2 separate regions of the Pan troglodytes genome follow, and region 2 is linked to region 1. Evidence: chromatin contacts called from public HiChIP or PLAC-seq data. All regions are on one chromosome and are shown on one strand. Each heading gives the region's core, a stretch centred on a gene start, on an enhancer-like site or on the middle of the called end of the contact. The rest is flanking DNA. Distances are from core to core; before and after follow the strand shown.

The links. HiChIP or PLAC-seq counts read pairs in DNA pulled down with a chosen protein or histone mark.
Region 2: a contact with region 1 is called in an H3K4me3 HiChIP or PLAC-seq map of stem cell-derived excitatory neurons, with 2.0 times the contacts expected there. The contact joins the promoter of FBXO43 here to the promoter of RNF19A in region 1. A contact is called at or near these places in 1 of 7 Hi-C or Micro-C datasets (stem cell-derived neural progenitor cells) and 1 of 1 datasets of contacts at active chromatin or transcription factors (stem cell-derived excitatory neurons).

The regions. Positions count from the first base shown.
Region 1 is chr7:110,551,590-110,557,248 of NHGRI_mPanTro3-v2.0_pri, forward strand. RNF19A (ring finger protein 19A, RBR E3 ubiquitin protein ligase) reads right to left here and starts at 2,588. Exons shown (of 15, transcript XM_063816482.1): 1 at 2,284-2,588.
Region 2 is chr7:110,387,510-110,393,168 of NHGRI_mPanTro3-v2.0_pri, forward strand. FBXO43 (F-box protein 43) reads right to left here and starts at 2,872. Exons shown (of 5, transcript XM_001151379.4): 1 at 2,019-2,872. The coding sequence starts at 2,103.

The DNA of each region.
Region 1 (5,659 bases), core at 1,338-3,837:
TTCCATAATATACAAGTGATTATTTCAAATAGTTAAAACAAAAAGTTTGCTTTTAATTACCCATATTTAATTCTAAACAACCCCATAACAAATAGTATCCTTCAATCCAACCCCAATAAAATAGAGGTGACCCAAGTGTCTTACATCCTCAACTGCAAACATACTGCTTTACGACTTCACTTATATTCAAATTTGGGAAGTGCATTTACTTTCCACCAAGATGCTAAGTATTTTATTTATTCATCCATTTTCTTGAATGAAGTATCTTTAAAAATAGGAATCTTAGCACCTCTCGTGTGTTAGGCAGAAAATAAGTTTCAGTCAAACAAAATACATCAAAAACTCAAGAAATCACCAAAATTTGTTTAAAAATCCCAACACTGTCTGGTTGACAGTATGGACAGTTCTTTATATTAAGTCTACTGATCAACTGAGGCATCCCCTAAATGAGAAAACAAAATTTCCAGTGGCCACTATTTGGTACTAAGAATTAGGTTGTGCTTCAACTCCTAAAATGATGCTGCAGTTTTAAAAATTAATCTTACTGGAATCTCCTGGAAGCTAAGATAGTGAAAAAAATACACTAACATTAGTTGCCAACTGTAATTTTTTCCTCAAAGACACCTTGCGATGACATTAAAATATTTTCCATGGACACGTAAAATTTAAACTTCAGTTAAATTTTATACAGTAATTTAAAAAAAGAGAACATTAATCAGGGCATTAAACTAACAAATTTTAAAAGTGTTTTTTTAGCATAATTTGGTTTATTAAGTCCCAAGACTTAATTCTAAATTTTTACCATGAAACTGTAACAAGGAAAGAACATTTGAAAATACGATCATCGCCATTTTCTAAATAGAGAAGTATTTACATTTTAACTCAATTCAGATAGTTCAGTCAGTGTTAAAGAAGCAAAAACAGGCAAATACGGTAATGGCTTGCATTATAAACAGAAGTGGTAAAATGTGTATTAAGACGGGTAATGGCAAAACTGAAAATAAAACTTAGGCAAACCGTCAGACTTCAAACAACCAAAACTCAATGAATCTAGGTTAAAATAAGAAAAGATATTTTTAAAAAATGAAAAGAACCATGTTCTTTAAAAAAAAAAAAAGTGGAATGTAAGGATCACAATTTAAGACAACCGATCAAAGGGCTGCTTTAAGCCTCTACTGTTTACTAACACTTAAAATTAGCATTTCTAGCCAACATCTAGGTTTGAAAATTGCAACGGCACTTAAACGCCGTCTTTTCTAACGTCACCCCAACAGAACATTCTGCAACATTGTGGACAGTAAACATTAAGCAGAGTAAAGCATCGTTCGTGTATTTATATCTCCAAGGGCCAATGGGAAAAAATTAAACGTTTCTCTCTCCCATATATAGCCTTAACCACTCTCTTCCCTCTTTTTATTTACTGCCCTTGTCGCGGGGTTAATGAACCCTAAACTTCTTTTTCTTCTTCCCATTAATGGAAATGGGAAAAAAAGAGCAACTGCAGAGTGGAACCCAGATAAGAAAAACTGAAAATTCAAAGTAGTAGTATTACTTGCCGGGCGAGGGCTGGGAACACCCTAAAGGCTTAGCACGGGGAGACGATCCCGGAAGACCCCGGTTAACACATACTTCACCCCAAGGCTACACCATTTTGGTGTGATGTGTAATTTTTGCTTTTGAAGGAGGTGGTAGCAGTCTCGGACTAACCTTCCTCGGAACACAGCTCCCCTCCCTAGGGCCCCAGGCAGCACGGCTTGCGGGGCGATGTCCCGGCTCCAAATTTGCAGCGAGGCCCGGAAATCGGTCCCGTTAGAGCCGATTTCACCCGTCAGGAATGCGTTCCGCCCCCGCCGCCTCCCCGCGGCAACCGCCCTTGGGTCTCCCCCGCTTTAGGGGCAGGAGACAGCTCGAGGGGAGCGCCGCCTCGGCCCGTCACAATATCTCCGGGCCGGCCGCCGGCCGCCGGCCGCACAGGCACCAGGAGGACAGGGCTTGGGGCGGATCCCACGCTCCACCTCGGCCCCCGCGGCCCGGGAGGCGCCCGCGCCTGGGCCGGGTAGGGGACCCGGAGCTGCCCGAGGCCTGACCCCCTAAGCCGGCCACGGCCCCGAGCCCACGCTGGACACTGGAGGAGACGCCTTTCCCACCGGACTTCCGAATCCATTTCCGTCCCGGGCAGGGGCGCTAGGGCTGCGGCCCGGCCAGAGCTCCCTGGGTCGTAAGCGAGAGCCGCCCCTTCTCTCCCGCTCCGAGGCGCAAGCTCCTCCGGGTGCCCGCCCGTACCTTTAACTCCTCAGAGCGGCGGCAGCGCAGGGTGGCGGGCAAGTAGGCCCATCTCCCAGCAGCGGCGACAGCAGCCTGAGGAAGCGCGGGGGAGGGTCCCTCCGATGCGCCGAGGCGCCTCTCAACCGGGGCGGAGACGATGGAGGGGAGGAGTCCCGACGGCCGCCTTCCCGAACTCCTCCTCCGCAGTTGTGGCTCGACGGCTGCTCCCGGGAACCAGCGCCGCAACTACCACCTCCCCCTCCCGCAGCCCCCGCTTTCCCCTCCTCCTCCTCCCACTTCTTCCTCCCGCCCCCGGCCGCCCCGCCCCGGCGCGCCGCCCGCGTGCTGTGCGTCATGGCGTCACGCCCACCGGGCCCGCTGCGGGCGGCTCTGGACGCGGTTGTTCCCTTGCGCGCGGTTGTTCCCTTGCGCACGTTCGTTCCGCGCCCGCGCAGGAGCCGCCCCGCTGCACCCGGGTGGCCCCGACTGCAGCCCCCACACCTGTCCCCGGCGGAGGGGACTTCGCCTCGAGCGCGCCGGGCAGTGGGGCCGGTGTCTCCCTGGCCGGTTCTCCGTGGCCCAGAGAGCGTCTCCTCCAAGGACAGGTCGGGGTGGCTGGAGCTGCGCCCGGTTGAAGGGAGTTGCCAGACTCGGCGACCCTGGCTCTTGGCAGTTTGCCCGGCATTATTCATTCCTTTGTGTTCTCAGGGTTCACCTGCTGGATTGGCAGGCCGAGGGAGAGAAGTGCCGGGATGTTGCAGCTCTCGGCGAGGAAATGTCCTTTCCCAGAGGACGGCAGCACCCTGTGCGTCTGCAGCCGCCCTCTTAGTGGACCTGTCTTTGCAGAGGCTGTTAGGAACAGTACTTAGCCACAATAGCAAGCCTACGTGAGGGTTTGGAGAGTATCTTCCATTCATCTCTTTTATTTCATTTTTTTTTTTTACTATTTTGCAGTCAAGTAATCAGAATTCCTATTTCATCTCTAATACATTCCTAATTACTTTAATCCAGCTTTATTTGTTCCTTCCTCTCATATCTTTTCAGCCAGTCATATCCCCTTTGAATGTTTCAATCTACACTAGTCTTGGTATTCTTAGTTGAATAAACAAATTCCGTCTGGGCCTGGTGCATTTCCTCCTGGTTTATTCTCTTCAAGATTTAGATCACTCTAACATAGAATACTGAGAAACGAATGTGATAGAGGCTGGACAGAATGTCCATTTGCCATCTGTTACTTAACTAAATATATCACTCTCCCAGTCCTTGTTTAGTGTGTCTGTGTAATTTAAATTAGAAACAAACCAAGGAGCCATGGTCTTTCCGAATGTACTTGGTATCTTTGGTAACCCAGTAAATGTTTACCAATTAGAAAATTGAACAAGCTAGGCAGTTTAGGTTTAAGTTTCTTTGGCCTGGAATCTTAAAGGAAGTAATTATGGGTATGTTTATTTTCATTTATGGGAAGTTTTAAAGCTGTTATACCTTTAAATGCTACTTGAAGGCTGCCAGCGACTTTACATATGGGATGCTTTAAGCCTACAGATAGCACAAGAATAGTAAGTTAAGTACCCATACATAATATCCTTCTTGAAAATATATCAATATGTTGGCCGGAATTGGTGGCTCACGCCTGTAATCCTAGCACTTTGGGAGGCCGAGGCGGACGGATCACGAGGTCAGGAGATCGAGACCATCCTGGCTAACATAGTGAAACCCCGTCTCTACTAAAAATACAAAAAATTAGCTGGGCGTGGTGGCGGGCGCCTGTAGTCCCAGCTACTCGGGAGGCTGAGGCAGGAGAATGGCGTGAACCCGGGCGGCGGAGCTTGTAGTGAGCCGAGATCGCGCCACTGCACTCCAGCCTGGGCGATAGAGCGAGACTCCGTCTCAAAAAAAAAAAATAAAGAAAGAAAATATATCAACACGTTAAACAACATTTCAGCACAGATGGGGCACTGGCTTGAAAGGGGATTTTGAATAAAGAAGCTGTGCGGAATGAAAATGGTCTTACACTCTGTACAACGGTCATATTTTCCAGAGATGCTGCTTCTGGCTTTCTTGTCTTCCTAAAAATTAGAAGGACTTTCTATTCTTCACTAGGCCAAATAAATCTATTAAAAAACAAATACCCATTGAACATCCCCAACTTGAATTCCTAGAGGCACCTCAGACTCGGGCTGTCCAAGATGTAGTTTGTCCTTTCCTCAAAGCATGCTTCTTTCATTCACCCAGACACAAGCCAGAAACCTAGGATTGTTCCCAGGCCCCATTCTTTTTGTCCCTTCCAATTCATAACTAACCACCAAGTCCTGTTTATTATACCCCGGAAATATCCCTGTGCTCTCTGTTCTATATCTCCCTCTGCTTTTAGAGCAGTGTTTTCAAATTTGGCTGCATATTCTTATGTCCACGTTGCACCCAACAATTAAATCAGAATCACTGATGGTGGTGCTCAGGCATCAGTAGTTTTTAAAACTCCCCAAGTGTGCTGGGCACGGTGGCACACACCTGTAGTCCTAGCACTTTGAGAAGCAGAGGTGGTTGGATCACTTGAGTCCAGGAGTTCAAGACCAGCCTGAGCAAGATGGCGAAAATACAAAAATTAGCCTGGCATGGTGGCCCACGTCTGCAGTCCCAGCTACTCCAGGGGGCTGAGGCAGGAGGATCATCTCCATAGCCTTAGGAGGTCAAGGCAGCAGTGAGCCCTGGTCACACCACTGGCCTCCAGCCTGGGCGACAGAGTGAGACCCTGTCTCAAGAAAGAATGAAAGGAGGGAGGGAGAGAAAGAAAGAAAGAAAACCGGGCGCAGTGGCTCACGCCTGTAATCCCGGCACTTTGGGAGGCTTAGGTGAGTGGATCACTTGAGGCCAGGAGTTTGATACCAGCCTGGACAACATGATGAAACTTCATCTCTATAAAAAATACAAAAATTGGCTGGGCATGGTGGCACACTCCTGTAATCCCAGCTCCTCGGGAGACTGAGGCATGAGTCGCTTGAACCTGGGAGGCAGAGGTTGCAGCGAGCTGAGATTGTGCCACTGCACTCCAGCCTGGGCAATAGAGCGAGACTCCGTCTCAAACAAAACAAAACAACAACGACAACAAAAATAAATAAATAACCTCTTTCCAGGTAATTCCAATGCACGATCAAGGTTGGAAACCACTGCCGGGGCCTCATCATTTCTCACTGGAATACTGCAAAAGCCTAATTGGCCCCAGGTGCCTTAATTTTTGGCAGTATTCTCTTTTGTTTCCCTCCTCTCTTCTAATTCATTTAACATCAATTCGATAAACATTTGAATGCTTACTATATTGGAGATGGGGTGTTTGCCATTACAGGCACTGAGACTATAGCAATGAAAAAGCCTACATATCCGTTTGCATGGTGCTTAC
Region 2 (5,659 bases), core at 1,622-4,121, 160 kb before region 1:
AGTTACATGAGCAAGGAATGACACTAAGAAATATTTTACTCCTTAAACTTTTCAACAGTGTCATCACATTCCTTCTTTTTAGAAACTTGAAATAAATCTTAAAGCTAACAAATTTGTTTTGACAAAAATAGTGTTAAGAAAAAAATTTATTATAGTTTTTGATATTTTTCCAGATGATTCAAAGGACATGAAGAAGACTGTCATTCCTTCAAAGTTTTCTCCAGGACAAATGCACAATTTTTCTCCATTAAAAGATCCTGGGAAGATCTATTTATTGGCTGTAATGCGACAGTAATTTATTTATGCTTAAATTTAATCAAATATATGAGTGAATGATCTTTGTTACAAAAGCAAATTGCTACTCTAAACACAAAATATTTCTTTATGGTTTGATGATCATTAAAAGATTATTTTTACTAAACAAAGTCTAAGTATTTTTTAACCTTTTAAATCTATACTCGTTTTTGATAAATGTCATACATGTCCCCTTCTGATCTACATCCTCTCAGATCACTGCTAACTTCTGCACATGGTCACAAACCAAATAGATTTATCAAATTGCTTTTTTATAATTTTGTTATATTTTTAAACAATTGTTTTACAAATATTAAATTAATAAAGTAGAATGCATATTAAAATTACATCTCCACCCATGAACTGTTTTCTCCCTCTCTGAAGGTAATTCTGTTAAATAACACTTTTCACTCAATTTGCGTCACAGCCCTTTTATTTTTAATTTTTAATTTTTTTATTTTTTATGAGACGGAGTCTTGCTTTTTCGCCCAGGCTGGAGTGCAGTGGCGTGATTTCTGCTCACTGCAGCCTCTGCCTCCCGGGTTCAACCAATTTTCCTGTATCAGCTTCCCCACTGACTGGGATTACAGGCGCCCACCACCACGCCCGGCTAATTTGTGTATTTTTAGTAGAGACGGGCTTTCGCCATGTTGGCCAGGCTGGTCTCGAACTCCTGACCTCAGGTGATCCACCCAACCTTGGCCTCCCAAAGTGCTGGGATTACAGGCAATAGCCAACGCGCCCGGCAGGTCACGGTCCTTTTAAAAGGTTATGGCAATTGTACTGCTACTTCACCACTAGGTGTCTCACAATGCTAGAATTTGGGAAACTCAGAGGCAAATTGTTAAAAACAAAGTGGGGAATGCAGATATTATCTCTTTCCCCTAAAATGTTATCCAAAAATCTATTCTGGCCGGTGGCTCACGCCTGTAATCCCAGCACTTTAGGAGGCCGCGGCGGGAGAAATGCTTGAGTCCAGGAGTTTAAGACCAGCCTGGGTAACATAGTGAGACCCCATCTCTTAAAAAAAAAAATTGTTTCTGTTCATCTACACACTTGAAGTTGCCTCCAATGTCCTTTCTCTGCTATCATTTTCATCTTTCTACTACCCCAAGACGTTGGTCTCAAACGTGGTTCTTCGCAACTGAACTTTAAAATTATTCATGTAAAATCATGGACTGTCTGTTGTATTTTATGGACTCAACAGTTCACGGATAAATCAATCAAGCCTCTTCGATATTCATTTTTAAAAACTAGGCTTCTGATAAAAGGCGAGAAAACTTATTCCTAAAGTGTTCTTTAAGAAAAAAAAAAAAAAAAAGCAGCGGCCGGGCGCGGTGGCTCACGCCCGTAATCCCAGCACTTTGGGAGGCCGGGGCGGGCGGATCACGAGGTCAGGAGAGCGAGACCATCCTGGCTAACACGGTGAAACCCCGTCTCCACTAAAAATACAAAAAAATTATCCGGGCGTGGTGGCGGGCGCCTGTAGTCCCAGCTACTCGGGAGGCTGAGGCAGGAGAATGGCCTGAACCCGGGAGGCGGAGCTTGCAGTGAGCCGAGATCGCGCCACTGCACTCCAGCCTGGGCGACAGAGCGACTCCGTCTCAAAAAAAAAAGAAAGAAAAAAGAAAAAGAAAAAAAAGAAAAAGCACCTACCACATCAGAGAATGAAATACTTACATTAAACCCAAATGTTCTTCATTTGTTAAAGTGGAAACTCTTACCATCAGTAAATCTTGAGCTCTTAGATGTGAAAGTTACGTAGGCTTCCAAACAAGAAATTCTCTCATCTTTGTCTTTAAAATTCATGCCAAAATAATGCCACTTAAAGAGGAAAACTTTAGTTTGCACAATTAATTGAAAGGTGCAGCAGCATCATGATTGCTCAAAGTCGAAGGGTACACAGGGTGCATGCCGCAGGGATTATTCCTAACACTTGAGAAGGTCTAAATCATTTTGAATTTCCTTCAGCCCTCCAGAAAATAGTTATCTTAATATCCTTGTTTTCTCCAGCTGGACTTAGACATGAGTAAACTCCCCAAATTCGGGTTCCTGAAAAGGCAATGTGTGCTGCAGCCTGGCACTGACTCCCCCGAGGAGCTATGGCGGGCGGGTGGGTAACGGTCTCACCAGGGCGTCAAAGATCCGCTAGGCCCAGAAAGCCAAGGGCAGCAGGGGATGGGCTGGAGTCACCGGGAGCGGAGGAGTGAGGGCTGCCGCGCGCCTCCCTAGGCCCAGCACCTGGAAGACACAGGGCGACGCGGGGCCGGGCCGCCGGGAGACCCGCTAACGGGCACTCGCCTGGGGTCCCCCCGCCGCCTGCCTGGAGGCCGCGGGGCCGGGCGAGGCGCCGAAGCGGACAGGTGGGAGAGGAGCCGGGCAGCAGCCGCTGGATGCGCCGGGGAGAAGCCTCGGCCTCGCCCCCTGGGATGCGGGCTATGGCAACCCCCACGCCAGCTTCGCGTGGGGCCGCTGCCTTTACCTCCTTAGGTTTGAACGGCCCGCCCGGAGTAACCGCTAAGCGCAGCCCCGCCCCGCGCCGCGCTGTCCCGCCCCTTCCTCCGGCTCTGCAGCGCTCCCGCCCGGCCGCCCGCAGGCCTGGGTCCTCGCTTGAGCGGGAGGAGCGCCCCCTCTCTCGCTCACCCCTGCACCCGTCCCGAGGCGGGTCAGAAAGGCTCTGCTTCTCCCCATTCCCACTTTGGGAAGCATTACCGTATTTAGGAATGCTAACGTGGCCTACAGTGGGATGCCATTAGAAATCATGTATGAGAATGTTCCCTTGGAAATGATTCTCCAAACTGTCAAATGCAAAAAGCAAGTTACAAACTGACCCCTTTTAAGTTAAAAATATGGATATACACAGGATGAGGTCTGAAAGGTATGAATAACTTGGATACGGTACCTTTGTACAGGATTATGTTTGCTTTTTAGTTCTTTTTATCTGTGTTTTCTTCTCATGTTTCAACAATGAATATATACAGATTTTGTGATAAAAAAGCTGAGCCGGGCCTGGTGGCTCACGTCTGTAATCCCAGCACAGAGGTGGGAGGATCACTTGAGCCAAGGAATTTGAGACCAGCCTGGGCAACATAGTGAGACCCCCATCTCAAAAAAAAAGATTTTTAAAAAATCTATTCATAAAAACCAGAGTGAAATGTGTTCATTGTTTACAAACATCCCTTTTTGGGCATCATGAACTCCCAAGTACCCTCAAAGCCAAATAAATTTTTTAAACCCTAATTTTTTCATTCAATAAATATTTACTGGGTGTCTATTATATGCCAGGGACACTCCTGCTGCTCTTGGCAGCTTCTTCCTAGTCTCCTTTTTCTGGCTTCTTTTCCTTGGCCTACTCCCTAAATGAGAGGTCCTACCTCAGCATTTTTATTAGTTTATCATCCCATGCTTATGTAATTCTTATTCAGAACTTCAACCATCACTTTTAAGCCAATAACAGGCACTACCACCACTCTTCTCTGACTGGACATTTCTCCATCTGGATGTCCCTCAGTCATCCAAAACCAAACTCACTAAAATTATTATTATTATGAGACAGGGTCTCGCTCTGTCACCCACGCTGGAGTGCCGTGGTGCAATCTTGGCTCACTGCAACCTCCACCTCCCAGGTTCAAACGATTCTCCTGCCTCAGCCTCCCGAGTAGCTGGGACGACAGGCACCCGCCACCACGCCTAGCTAATTTTTGTATTTTCAGTAGAGACGGAGTTTTGCCAGGTTGGCCAGGCTGGTCTCGAACTCCTGACCTCAGGTGATCCACCTGCCTCGGCCTCCCAAAGTGCTGAGATTACAGGCATGAGCCACTGTGCCCGTCCACTAACAGTTATTAAATTCCAACTATGTGCCAATTACTGTGCTAGGTACTGGGAATACAGAGCTGACACAGCCACAGTTACTGCTGTTAAGGAGCTCATTGGTATAGAGCAAGTGCTGTAACAGAGGAACAGTAGCAGCACAAAGGAAAGAAGAACCAGCTAACTCTACTGGAGAACAGAGTGCATGAGATAGATTTTGATGTACAAGTGGCAATTTAAAAGGCAGACAGCAGGAAATTCCAAACTTAAAATGTATAAGGGCAGGAAAATTTCAAACTCAAAACAAAATGTGCAAGGGCAGTTGGGCACATGGAGAAGCTGCAAATAATTTGTTATAAGCAGAAACTAAGAGTTGTTAGAGGAAAGGATTAGAGAAAATTCCTGAGAAGTGAAGAAGCTAAGTATTGGGAAGTTCTGGATGCACCTTCAGAGTCTGAAGAGCATTTTAGAAAGTCCACTCTGGTGGCAGAATGGAGGACAGAATGAAGAGAGGCAAGGGTGGCTGCTAGGAGACCAGTAGGAAGCTACCGCATTTCTCCAGAAGGCAGTGGGGGGTGGAGCAGAACCAAGATGTGACATGTTCAGTTGGCAGAATCAACTGCATGGGGCAAGGAGTGAGGGAATGAAGAGTATAGGCTTGGGAGAAAATAAGATGCATTTAGTGTGAGGTTGTTAAGTTTGAGGTACCTGTAGGACTGTAAAGAATTAATGAATTACACATTCTTCAAGACAGCACCTCTCTGAAGCCTACCCCCACACTCCCTGGCAGAGTGAATAGTACCCTCTCTAGCTCTTCAAACAAATCTCTATTACAGCCATTTTACCCTTCCCTGCCCCACATTTGCAATTCTCCTGCAGAATTCTACTGAATTTTCTCTGTGTAGTTTACTACCTTCTAAAATCCCATATTATCTACTCATTTTTGTTTAATGTCTGCTCCCCATCTCCATCCCAATGTAAACAGGGCAGGGAATTTTGCCTATGATTAAGTAAAATCCACATAACCCCAAAACCATTTAAACATTGCCCTTTTCTTTTTTCTCCAGTTAATTTATTTTTCTTGACATATTTTATTATGTCTGAGGAGTAAAAGACTATATCGTATCTCCTTTATATTGTTCAAGGAAGAATCATTGTCACCTCTCCCCACCTAAAAATGGGCAAAAAGACACCTAGTTATACAGTTTGCCTGAGCTTTACTTACATACTCCAGATTGAAGCCACTGAGCTGTAATTTCATATTCTTTAGTCTTTTGCCTTTTTGCTTCCCTTTTTTTTGAGACAGAGTCTCACTTTGTCACCCAAGCTGAAGTGAAGTGGGGCAATTTCAGCTCACTGCAACCTTCGCCTCCCGGGTTCAAGCGATTCTTGCACCTCAGCCTTCCAAGTAGCTGAGATTACAGGTGCATGCCACCACGTCTGGCTAATTTTTTGTATTTTTAGTAGAGACGGGGTTTCATCATGTTGGCCAGGCTGGTCTTGAACTCCTGACCTCAAGCAATCTGCCCGCCTCGGCCTCCCAAAGTGCTGGGAT